Regions from separate parts of the Anser cygnoides genome. Here region 2 is linked to region 1. A link is a contact called in public Hi-C data. All regions are on one chromosome and are shown on one strand. The core of a region is the stretch at or near the end of the contact, and the rest is flanking DNA. Distances in the headings are between cores, read along the strand shown.

Region 1 (6,299 bases), core at 1,890-4,389:
AGAACCAGAACTGATGCTAAAACACTACAAGTTTTCAGTCGAAGCAGAGTTCAGTAATTTTGTCACTAGCAGCCCAGACATGTGTGAGGGAGCCCATGCGTGCGTACGAAGCTTCGCCCCCCGCCCCTGCAGTGGGGCTCTGCAGCTCCACATTTTTCTGATCATTGGTATGGCCAAAGCTGTTAGAAGCTAGACTCAGTAACTGGCTTTTAGTTTTGTGGCTGGAGGTTGTCAGAAGGAAGAGAAAAGTGCCAACTGTGTCTCCTCCATCCAGTCTGCATCACTTAACACTGACACAGGAGCTAGAAGACCTCAGAGAGGAAAGGGAGCCTTCCCCTTTGCCAGCCACACTGATTGCCCCCACCCCAAACCCTCATGGGCAGGGGCTTGTGCTTCAAATCATGCCGTAGGAAAAAGCTACACGCATCATCTAAGGAAGAAATGTTAGCAATCATGCAAAACCAGCAGTGCAGTATAAAACAGGGTTTACAACGTTCACCATGAACGTTCATGTCCATGACTTTTTGTAGGCAGCTGGAGCCGAGGGGAACTTTTTCCCCATGATATCAGAATTTCCAAGAAAACAGGAGCTGGTTTGCTGCTCCTGCGATAGCAGCAGGGGGTGGGTGGAGAGTGGGGGCTGTGAACAGAGGAAACCTGGAGGGAGGCAGTGGTGGCAACCACCGACAAAAAGAGCTGAGCTTCTGTGACAGAACGCGCGACTCTGGAAGGGTGGTACTTTACCAATTTAAACCACGATTAAGAATTTTTATCTCCCCTGGTCAAGCAAAGGAATGGGTTTCAGGGGGCTTGTAACACAGGAAAATACACTAAATATCATTGATTTGATTTTGATCAAATAGCTTTCTAAATATTTTTTTTTATAGGTATTTCTCCTGAAATAAACTTTCCTCCTCAGGCTTACAGCTTTGCTGTAAACACCCTACACACGTATTACATCACAAGAACTGGGTCTTCAAAACCAGCAGAAAACAGGTAAGATTTCGCCCTTCCCGAGCCTCCTACTAACCTAACTGTGCAAACCGCCTGGATCTTTCCTTGAGGGCAGGGATACAGAAGGGGAAGAGTTCACAGACAGCACAAATTTTGCACTAGGTTTGACGCACGGACAGGTCCAGAATTCTCCCCCTTGGGGGCCGGCCTGCTTTATGTCACACACTGGGGTTTAACAGGCTATGATGACGAGCAAAAATATCCCAACAGATGAGGTGAAATGCTGGGCTTTTCTTGTGCTACAGATCCCCAACCCCTTTCTAAAACACTGCTTGAGCTGGGTCACGCAGCCAGCCAACCTGTAAAAAACACGACGAATCCTCACTCGCCCTGCTACCTACCAGGTTTCCCCTTTCCGCACACCCCAAAAACCACCTGCCCGTGCCGTGCCGAGGAGTCATTTGTTAATTGGGAGGGATGTCGGCTTGCGGGAGCCCCCAGGGAATGAAGCCCGGGCTGGATTTCTCCCGGCCCGGCCCGGCCCTCCCCGCGGTGGGTGCGGGCAGGGAGAGGCGGCCTCGGGCTGCTGCCGCCCGCTCCCTGCTGGAGCCCGGCCCCGGCTGGGTGCGGAGGGGACGGCAGGGGACAGAGGAGGGGACGGGATGGGGCTGAGGAAAGGACGGGATGGGACAGAGGAGAGGACGGGCCTGGGCTGAGGAGGGGACGGGGTGCCCTCTGCCGGGGCAGCCGCCTCCAGCCGCGCCCGAGAAGCAACGCGTGGGACCGAGGAGCGGGCTGACAGCAGATCCTCGTCTCAAAAATCAATTAATTTAAAAAAAAAAAAAAAAAGCGATTTGCTGGTGGAAGAAGCCACAAGGCGACCCCCGAGCCTTCCCTTTGCTCCTTGCCTGTGCAGAGCGAAACTAAAGAGAAATGCAGGGGCCTCTTGTTGCACCACTGCGGGGCTTGAACGCGACAACCCACCTGTGGGGACCCCCCGGGCCGGGCACTACGGCCATGCAGCTAAAACCATCCCAGCCGGCCTTGCCTCCACGTGAAAGCCAGCACACCCGCGAGCTGCTCACAAGCGGCGGGGAGAAATGGCAGCGGGCAGCTGGCCAGCGGGACTGCTGGGTGGGCCGAGGGGGCTTATACCCATCTTGGAGAGAGTTGACCAGGGACAGGGACGGGGCACCCGGGCGGAGGGACTGCTCTTCTGCTCTCGCAGAACAGTGCCCGTGCATCTTCACGAAATGCAGCATTTGCACGAGATGCTTTTGTCAGAGTAAAGCTCGGGCTCTGTAAACACTACCAGGTTTTTTCCCCTCTTCTCTCCTCAGAGGTGCCAGATGGAAAGGGACAGCTTATGCTGCTTGTCAGGGCTGCTGAATTTTAATCAGGCAGAGAAGGACAGCGCATGCAGAACGCTGCCATCTTGGTACGCAGTCAGCAGCGTACAGAGAGGCGAGGACGCACCTACAGGGTGTGTCTTTGCATTACTGCTCTCATGCAGGGTCTTCCTGCAGCTGGCACATCCTGCTGTGTTAAATCCTTCCCTACACCGTGACTGGGAAATTAAACTAATGTATGTAATTTGTACCCCAGAGCTCGCAGTCAGAGCAGTGTCTAAGAGTGTGTCTAAGGCCACACAACAGGAAAAGCACCTGTAACGCGGGTTGATTGGCTCTAAGAGGACTGGTTTGAGGACCACCCTTCCTTTTGTTAATGATGTAATGAACGAAATCCCAGGAAAATCGATTTGTTCTCAGATCACACCAGTGCCGTCCTCACCATCCCACTGAAAACCACTCCCAAGTCACAAAGCGGGGAACACCCCCGGGGGTCCCAGGGCATGACCAGGACGGGACGGCTACTCCCCACGTCTGCGTTCCGGGGGGGCACAGCACCGCCCGCCCCGTACCGCCCCGGGGCTGCGGCAGCCCCCCGAGGGCCTGGCAAGGCCCACCTCAGCCCCCCCCAGCGAACTACAACTCCCAAGCTGCACCGCGAAAGCCCCCTCCCCTCCCCTCCGCCGTCCCGCCGCGATGCACCCTGGGAGTCGTAGTTCTGCCGATCTTCACAGCTCCTCGCCGGCTATAAGGGCGCCTCAAGCGGAGGACTCGCTCCCCCGAGATGCAACGCGCCGGGGCTACGCGACGCGCGGCGCGCCGCCGGCGACGGCTTGGGGCGAGCGGGTGGCGGCCGCCGGCCATGTCGGAGAGCGGCAGCGGCGGCGGGGCCGCCCCGGGCGGGGCGGGCGGAGGGGCGGCGGGCGGCGGCGGGGCGGCCGGGGGCTCGGCCTCCGCATCGGGGCCCGGGGCCGCCGACCCGGCCTCGCTGCCGCCCGGGGACGCGCAGCTCATCGCCATCATCGTGGAGCAGCTCAAGAGCCGCGGCCTCTTCGACGGCTTCCGCAGGGACTGCCTGGCCGACGTGGACACCAAGGTGCGACCTGCCCGGCCCGGCCCGGCCCGGCCCCGGCCCTCTCCTCGGGCCGCTCTGGGCGCTGCGGGGCTCCCCGGGCCTTTTTCTCAGTCACAAGTTCCTAAGGCATCGGCTGCCCTGTCAGGGCGGCGTTTCGCCTGCCTAAACTTGTAAGGTTTCAGCACGAGGCCTGTGCTGGAAGCCGCAGTGGGAGCCTACGGCTGTTCCTGAAGCTGTCGGGGGTGCCAGGAGGGCTGCCCAGGGCAGCCACAGCACCACGGCCAGGGCAGAGGTACCCGGCCTTTGGTCTTGCTGTCCTGATGGGCACTGCACCTCTGTTACCGACACTTTAATTCATCACCCCGTATTCATACCAAATGTGAAGTTTAAGTGCTGCCATGCTCCTGGGTGGTGCCACTCCTTTTATGGTACCATAATCTCAGTGGCCGTATGTACTGTATAGTTTTTTTTTATTTCCAGTAAACGGGAATTAATCTAAATTTCCACCTACAAAACCCTTCAAATTTCTAGCTTTAATGTTAGTGTCACAGAAGCAAATAACTTTCTCTGGTGACAGAAGCACTCGCTAATTACTGAGTTTCCTAGGAATTCTCTGATAGACGGTTTCCAGACGAGAACAGCTCTGTATGAACAACTCCTGTCTGCACAGGCAGTTTGTATTTCACTAAGTAAAATTATGAACAGACAACAAGTTTTAAGCAAATCTCTCCTGCTATTTCAGTTATTGTAACAGTATGCTGACAGGCTGCTCTTTGCAATTACCAGTTGTGTTGTTAAGTAAAACAAGCTTGCCTTTGTTTAGAAAGTGAAGGGATGGGGAATACAGACAACAAAACAGTAGTGTACACAACAAAAGAAGTACTATGCAGGATTCTGGCAGGGTGTTGGGGATCTTTTAGCAGTTTAACTGGATTTTTTTTGTTGCTGTTGTTTAGCCAGCCTATCAAAATTTGAGGCAGAAGGTGGACAACTTTGTATCGACCCACCTGGACAAACAGGAATGGAATCCAACAATGAACAAAAACCAGTTACGAAATGGGCTCAGACAGAGTGTGATTCAGTAAGTAAGCACCGGTCTGCAAACCAATGGTAATGCTATTTGATAAGTAATGTATAACCATCTCACTACCTAAGTCAAATAAGAATTCGCAGCATTAAGTTTCTCACAGCGCCTTCTGTTGCGGTCTCTTGAGTTTCATTATAAGAGCGTATGCAGTCATACTCTCATGGAAAGGCTTATGTTACTGCTTTACCTGAAATTTGTAGTTTTCATGAATTGGGTAGCATGGTGAGGTACTCACATTTGCTAGCTAGCCAGGTTATTGCTGCAAATGCCCAATACTGCCCACTCAGTAAAACTGTACCTGAAATGCTGAGCTGAATAACCTTGGTCTTCCTTTTCTGAAAGGAGGAGAGCCGGTGTCACTTAAAGAAAAACTCTTTAAGATTCCAAAGCTTGTTTAAGTAGACTCCAGCCACTAGCAGGCAGTAATGAAACGGGGCTAGCCTGATTTCATGCAGCAGAGGATAGCTTCTTAACAGCTATTTAAGATGTACTTCCAGCACAGCAGGAAAGCCAGATTGAACTTCACTGCTTAGAGATCTAGGTTTAGCACCTCCTGCTGCTAACTCATCACAGCCCGAAGTATGAGCCCTAGCTTGTTTGACTGAAAGTCATTGATATAAACAGTGTTGCGGGGAGAGGGCAGTAGTGAACTTGAGAATGGCATTTATGCTTACAAGAAGAGTTATTAGAATGTCTTGCACGCAGAAGCAGCTGTATTTCGCTTGATGGAAACTGCAGATCATTAGTACCTAACACTAGTTTCAGTTTTTAATCTGTAATTACAGAAGAGGGTATCCACTGTAAGTACAGAATTTCCTACCTGTACTTGAAGTCCTTGAGACATGCCTATCACTTCACACATCCTCGTATTTCATGTTAGTCAGCCACAAGAGTGAAATGGCAACAGAAAAATGTTACATCAAAGAGCCCGTAGTTAGCAGAACATGCAGTGCTCACTTTAGGTAGGTTACTAGTCTAAAAAAAAATAAACAACATCAGGGAGTTTGAAGAGTCCCTGTCACTTCTGTGGGTGCAAGACTGAGCCCAGAAGGCTGTCAGGGCGTGTCTGTGGGTAGCTGTCCTTTGCTGGATGCAGGTATACACGTGCCGTTACTTGGAGGTGACGTGATGTGTGGTGACCCCGCACCCAGTCACTCACCAGCATCCGCAGCCTTGTTAGTCTTGTGGCTGCTTTTCTGAGCAGCAGGCACTGTCTGCATTTCCTGTCCCTCACAGACATGACTTAAGCCCGCTAGACTGCCTGTGCCCCACAATCCAAGAGTCTGACACAGCCCTCGAAGCAATAAGTCACTTCAGTTACTGGTGCTTGGTTCCAGAAACTTTGCCGTGTGCTACGTGTTCTTGTTTGCTTAATTAATACACAGCTGTCTAGACTAACAGTTATACGAAGTGAGTGACAGTAATGTTATTAGGGGGAAGGCCTCTTCTCCCTCGAGTCAGCCAAAAAAAAGACTGCTCTCACCTGCCTTCCTCAGAATAGCTTGTTTCCCTTGTTTGTGCCAAAATGTGTTTGTTTGCTTTCATGTTGACCTCATTTCCACATGAGCCCTATTAAAGTGGCTCCTGTCCAAGCTGTCACTTAAGTACCTGAGAGACCAGATGTCAGTTGTTAATTCTGTGGGGAGAAGTGAGAAGGGGTGAGGGGGGAAATAGGTGGTTGAAACAACTCCCTGTTAAGGATCTACTGAGTGGGCCGCAGTTCTCACCATGTTAATGCTAATTGCAGTTGACAGGAGGGCTCTGGAGAATTACTGGAGGAGAGTGGGGAGAAGTTTTTCAGAGGAACTGAATGACTCCTTTGTCTTTGTTCAAG
Region 2 (6,299 bases), core at 2,095-4,594, 130 kb after region 1:
TGCTGGGCCACTCACCGGCATTAAAGATCCCACTGCATTTCCTGCAGGAGCTGGCCCACCCCTTGGCTGGGATGCCACGAAGGTAAGTGCATTCTGCTCTCTACCATCCTCCCTGCAATTTCAGCCAGAAAAGTAATTTTTCATCTCCTGACGTGTGAAGTGGCGAGACTGCACTCTGCTCAAAGAGCGGCTACACGTCAGTGATGGAGAAGTGACCCTCACCTTCCCTCAGGGCGTCGCATCTTACAAAGGAGCGCAGTAACAGAGTGCTGACATAAGCACGGAGCACAGAGGGGAAAAGAAGCCCCAGCACGGACGGCACAGCAGGGATGCTGCATTGCACAACCCCGAGGAGTGTATAAAACATTTAATATCAGCATACAGATCTGCTTCACGACTGGAGTGAGTTTAGTTCAATTTGCTCTGAGTCACTTCACAAGTGAAGTAAGAAAAAACAAATCAAGGCCATTCAAATTGCAAAAGCACATCCATACAAAGGTCTCTTCCAACTGAACAAATCCCACCAAAATGCATCCTTTTGGTCCATTTGGATTTCTCCTCCAACGGGCTCCCTGTCTAGTCTCCCAAAAGAACAAAATTAATTCCAGATACTGGCTTGCTCAAGCATACCAAAACATTTACAAATGTATATATGGCAACTTACAGATGGCAGCCCACGCCGCGAGCTGAGCCGAAGCCGCCGTGAGGGTTTCGGGGCAGCCCTCCCTGGTTCCCAGGCACTGCCCGTGGTTCTGCTCACCGAGCCCACACCCGGGGATGCCCGGAGCGTGGCAGCAGCAGCAGCACAGCTCCTGCTGCACCTCGCCAGGTGCATTCACTGCAGCCATCCTTCCAGGCGAGGGAACAGTTAATGCTCGCTGGGAAGCCTCTCACCAGCGCATTTTAAAAGCTATTTCCCGACACCTCACCAGAAACACAAATCCCACTCAGTTTTCGCTGCGGTGTTCGCGTTTCCATGCTCTCCCCGCAGACTCGCAGAGGAAAGGCTTCTCTCACACCTGCTAGCGGCAGAAACCGCTGCACGCTCTCCCCGGTGAGAAACCCAGCAGAGCGCGAGCCTTCGAGCAACATGGGCAGCCTGCAGCACCCCGACCCACAAGGGTCACCCACATTACGGCTGCCCAAAACCCAACAAGAAGGTTACACTGCGGAGAGGTGGCACGGGGGTGGAGGTGCAGCTGGCCATCCCCAGGGGCCGCAGCGCCGCGAGCGCCTCGCAGGGTCCCCCCCGGGGCTGCCCCCACGGTTCCAGCACTAATGGGTCCTGGCTCAGGGTCGGGACTGAGCGTAAACATATAATTAGTGAAATCCTAACAATTTTTGTTTCTGTACATCTTCTTTAGGGAAAAACGTCCCAGCCAGCGGAGCGTTTCATTTGGAAATCAAAACCTCATGTCTGTCTTGATTGGGAATGTAAAATGGGGACTTGAGGGTTTAAAGCCATGACAAATTATGGGAAGCTGCAGGGGCTGAGAATTCCTATCTCCGAGGATGCTGACTGTTATATTCTTGACCTTTTCTGCAAATACCATCCTCTCTTATAAAATGCGGCTTGGAGTTTATTTAGAAATTCTTTTAAAATAAGGAGTCATCTTTGGAGAGGCTGCCGGGAGACGCTCCGCACTGATAGGGATTTAGGGTTTTTTAAGGGTATTCCTCCTCTGCTGGCCAGCAGAGCCCTGGGCAGTGCCGCTGCAGCACGCCCCGGACCGGTGGCGCTGATGGCGGCGTGTCTGGAGCACGATTCCGCAACGGGCACCGCAACAGGGCTGAAATCGAGCCCAGGGCAGCTCACGCGCTGCAGGAACAAAATGCCCCTGTGGCACAGCCAGTCCCAGCTCTCCCCGCTGTCATTAGAAATGGCAGAGAGCGTTGTGCGAATGGGAAGGCTAAAACCAGGCTGCTTTTTAACACGGAGCAGGATCCACGCGCTGCTATCTGAGGCATTGTGGCACGTAATCCCCTCTGTAAAGCCCACTTCCATTTCCCAGATTTGGCTCTCTTTGTATCTGCTTTTCTCCGTCCCGCAATCACATCGGGCTGCATTTGTCACCCAGGCATAATCCCACTTACATTTCAGTCTCTTCCTACCCCGCAGAAAAATGCGGTGGGAGGTGTGGGGAAGCTCAGTGAAAGCTGACAGCCAGGAGAGACTGGGAAAGGCCTACGGAGAGCCTGATTTAGATGTCCTATTTTAAGACAAAATGAAAAGGAATTATGCACATTCAGCGTTTTGTTAAGCTGACACGAAACCAAGTCACTACGAAATCCGCCTGCAGAGGGGCGCGATGCACAAGTTTGAGGCATTCTTTGAAATAGTTTTTATTCTTTATAATGACTCCTGGCTGTCGGCTAGTCCCAGCCTCAGGGCTACGGGTCAATGTATCACAGGAGAGGGTCACGGCCCAAAAGGGGCTCTGGCGGCAGCAGCAGACCACCAGCCAGACCACCTCTCCTCAGGCACCTGAGGCCATGAAGAAGCCTCACGTGTGGGGCCGTGCCAGCAGGAAAGCAACGAGCCTGCGAAGGCCCATTAAAAGCACGGTGTCCTGTACAAAAACGGGGAGTCAAAACAACCGAGACGCTTTGGAGGGCGCAGAGGATGCCCGAGGAAGCTGAAGCCGCTCTGCAGCAAGAAAGGGCTCCCGAGGGTCCGGGCAGCCCGAGGCAGCAGCCGCTGACTCTGCAGATTCCTGGAGGAGGAGATGTACTTTGTGGCTATCTGCATTACATGGACTAGTGAAAGCTGGCCACAGCCGACAAGCCAGGACTGGGGAATGAGTCTTGGATAATAATTAAAGGCCTATTCTTGGTTTCACCAAAGCCTCTGGTAAAATATCCTATTGATAACAGCAATACGTTAGGATTAGGCTCCTGCTGGAGCTGGGAATCACTGGAGCTTTCCTGACTGCATAGGCTTATCAGGGAGGATCTTAATAGAGTCAGAAAATAGACGAGGCTGAAAATAATCTGTTCTCAAACATCCCACATTCAGAAATGTCTGAATCTGAGGCATGGGTGGGTTTTTTTGCAGCGCTCTCGAAGCGCAGACAATTTGCAAACTGTGGAGAGCAGGCGATCCACAGCGTCCTTCAACAGAGAATTGTTTTAGACATTTTAAACTTCACAAAGATAAGACTTAAATGCTGCTTTTAAAAACCTGAAATAAAGTTTGCTGGGCTTCATGACATTACACACCATATTGCTGTAATTCTGGCCGTCCTACAGAAGTAAAGGCGCCCTCTCCCTTTCCTGCTGCTGATCCCACAGTAAAGCAGCACAGCACTGATACGTCCTGGAAAAGTGGTCAGGCCTCTCTCCAGAGGAGAAAAGAACAACTGTACCCTCCCAGTGAAGACGGTAGCAGGATGTGACCATTTAATTTGAGTAAATACAGCAATTATTCTGAGCCATGACTTCGAAGTCAAAAGCTTGGAAGGGTGGAGTAAAAAAAGACCAGGCGACAGCACTGAGAATGTGCGGTGATGCCATTTAAGCACACAAACTCATTCAGGAGCTTGCTTAGAACAAACTGTTCTTACAGTATTGCCAGGCTGACCAGAAACAAGAAGAGCATTAAGGTCCAATTGACCAATACGTTGGGCAGATCCTCTTTCATGAGACTGCCAGCCAAATTTGTAAACAGTGAAGGTCAGATAAACACACAAGTGTCGCAATTTATTGGATTCGCATTCCTCTGGCGACTCACCTATGTTTTCTTCTGTCTGGACTAAGGGTGGGTGGGCAGGTAATTGTAGAACCACATTTTCTACCAGGGCAAGGCAGAGGCAGGACGGAGAGGGCAGAGGCTGTAACAGTAACTCAAAGCTCCCTAGGATAAAGAAACCCAGGGCAACGCCCATCCTTGGCTTTGAAAGAAAGCCATGAGTATTTTCACATCTTTGCAGTTCTCCTGAGGACAAGACAATGAGTTAACTTAAAACACTCCAGGAGCCGTAACACCCATCGAGCCGTTAGAAACCAGTTACTCCGACTGCGGGTTTGCTTTGGAGGACATCAGCAGGAAGCGAGGGACTACGAGCCCCGTGCCCTTGCCAGCGGGGGCTGCACTCGAGGCTATGCCCGGCTGCGAGCGCAGTGCCGCAGGTGTAGTTGCACCGTTGGACACCTGTAGTAACTCTTACACAACCCCGGCTTTATTACACTCAGTGACACTCACACACCTGCAAACACAGCTTACTTCTCCAGCAGAAACACAGCGGGTCCGGTATCAGGGACCCTCACGTGGCACTGGCTACACCACAAAATGTGGGCTGGTGCCCCCAACATGTTGGCTCGTATTGGCAGAAATCATCCCGATCGCCGTCTCACAAGCAACCACAGTCACTGCAGAAGCATAAAGCTGGTTCAACCTGTGTGCTCCAGCTGACCAAAATATAAATATGTTCACATGTTCAAGCTGGATATACGGTACTGAGCAATCTGGCGGCACACAGAGCCAGCAGGAGCTGTGACAGTGGTATCACCATCTCACAGGTTACAGCTACAGGGCATGCAGTCAGCTAAAATGCTGCTACTGGCAGAAAGGCTACAACAGACCCCAACCAAGACTGCAATCCATAGCTGTGAGTTCATATGAAAATGGCAAAAAGGGACTTGGAGTCCAACCAGATCAGGGGAAAAGGAGAAGGAAAGACTTAGAAATATCCGTTCTGACTCCCAGGGCCATGCTGATTGCCACTGAGTACTGTCTGCAAATGGAGCAAATCAGGGGCAAAAACAGAGAGAGAGAAAGCACTAACAACGATCTCTGCATTTGTCCTGAAGGGCATCTTTATAAGGTGGTCAATGGGCTGCCAGTTCTCTGCCAGTGCAGGTTTTCTCATCCAGTTATGACCCAGAGCCATTAGCTTAATTTCAGTATCTCTTCACCTCTCTACATGCAGCCCAACAGATCTCTAACAACAGCGACTGTACCCATAAATCACAGAAAAGCAAGAGAGAAGGAAGACACAAAGAGTTGGAGAAAGGCCGTCTCCATCTCAGCTAAATGCAGCCCTGCTGCTAAGCTTGTTCTTCCATTCAGACTCTTTCAAAGTCCAGAGAGGGAAGAAATCAAGTTTTATTCTTGCTACAGAGCAGTATTTGTAAGGCTAACAGAAAGAAAGGTATCAGAAGCAGGGAAATGCAAAGCAGGGACTACAATTTTTTTATCAGGGTGGACTTGCCACCAAAACAAAGACCACGAAGGACAACCATGCTGTCTCTGGACTCAAGAAGCAGTTGCCAAAACTCATCCACGGTGGAAAAAAAAAAAGCCGTGGCAGCATTTGCCAATATCTTCACGTTGCTAGTCAGGAACTGCGCAAGCAGCCAGCAGAAGGGTGGGTGGATCGGCCCAACGCTTAACAAGCCCAGCTGGCTCTGGCTTGCGCCCTTCTCCAGAGTTTCCAAAGACAGGGCAACAACTTACCATAAAGAGGCCCTGGGGCACTGACGCGTTATTTTATTTCTGGCTTTGAACTTCAGAAACACGCAGGATCCATGGACGTGTGCTGCTGCTCACATCAGGTAAATGTAGCCGGGTCTCTGTCTGAGCCGTACGCCCTTTGGAAAGCTGCGGTGCCTGCTTTCCATCTGACAGCAGCACAGCTGAACAAGAGAGATGCAAAACTAATCATATGGAGAAGGGAGCCAAAAAGGGATTCCAGCAACATGAAAACCAGAGGGAAATGCCAGAGTCGTGCTATCTGCGATCAGTATCTGTGACCCTTCATTTTCCAAGAAGTAGCAATGATAAGGCAGCTCTGTCCAGGTGAAAGATATCAGCAGGGCTAATTGTAGCCGAGCAGACGGATTCTCATGGCAGTGCTGTTATCTCCCTGGATTCCAGCCCCCAGCGGCTGCTGTCACTGCTCATAATATCCAGCAGCAAGAGAGAGAGGAAGGAAGAGAAAGGGGGAGAAAGGAAAGGAGAAAATTGAAGAAAGCAGCAGAGAGGGAAATAAGAAACAAAAGAGAAAGAGTAAAAACGGACAAAAACTGAAAGGGAAGGAACTGTGAAGACTTGGAAAGAAGCCAAGACAAATGGGAACCCTGAGTCGTGCCCCAGTTTGCTTTTCAAGGAGTTTCAAGGGAATGGAGCTGATGGCAGAAATCAAGGAGTAAACCTGCCTCTGGTCACTTCTCAGCGGAATCACTGTGGGTGGATGGCAGGAGGCAAACTCCACTGCCTTGTGTCCTGAGGAGCGACATCTGCAGGGACACGCTGGGCAGGGGGGGAAGGCACCGAGAGTAAAAAAATTCCTAAAAGAAAA

The links. A called contact is a pair of places that touch in the nucleus more often than the background predicts.
Region 2: a Hi-C map of liver shows a contact between it and region 1, with 1.9 times the contacts expected there. The contact joins the enhancer-like site here to the promoter of BOD1 in region 1. A contact is called at or near these places in 3 of 7 Hi-C or Micro-C datasets (granulosa cells and liver).

Annotation. Positions count from the first base shown.
Region 1 is chr14:10,310,545-10,316,843 of Taihu_goose_T2T_genome, forward strand. It overlaps BOD1 (biorientation of chromosomes in cell division 1), which reads left to right and starts at 3,140. Exons shown (of 4, transcript XM_048080451.2): 1 at 3,140-3,399; 2 at 4,335-4,459. The coding sequence starts at 3,166.
Region 2 is chr14:10,437,022-10,443,320 of Taihu_goose_T2T_genome, forward strand. The region is part of intron 2 of LOC125184912 (a long non-coding RNA gene); the gene reads right to left. Among named protein-coding and RNA genes, the nearest start is that of STC2, 17 kb to the left of the region's middle. Within about 2 kb of position 3,345, at least 1 of the 3 cell types and tissues checked has open chromatin away from gene starts, as enhancers often do. A contact at or near this core is called in liver, where this site is marked.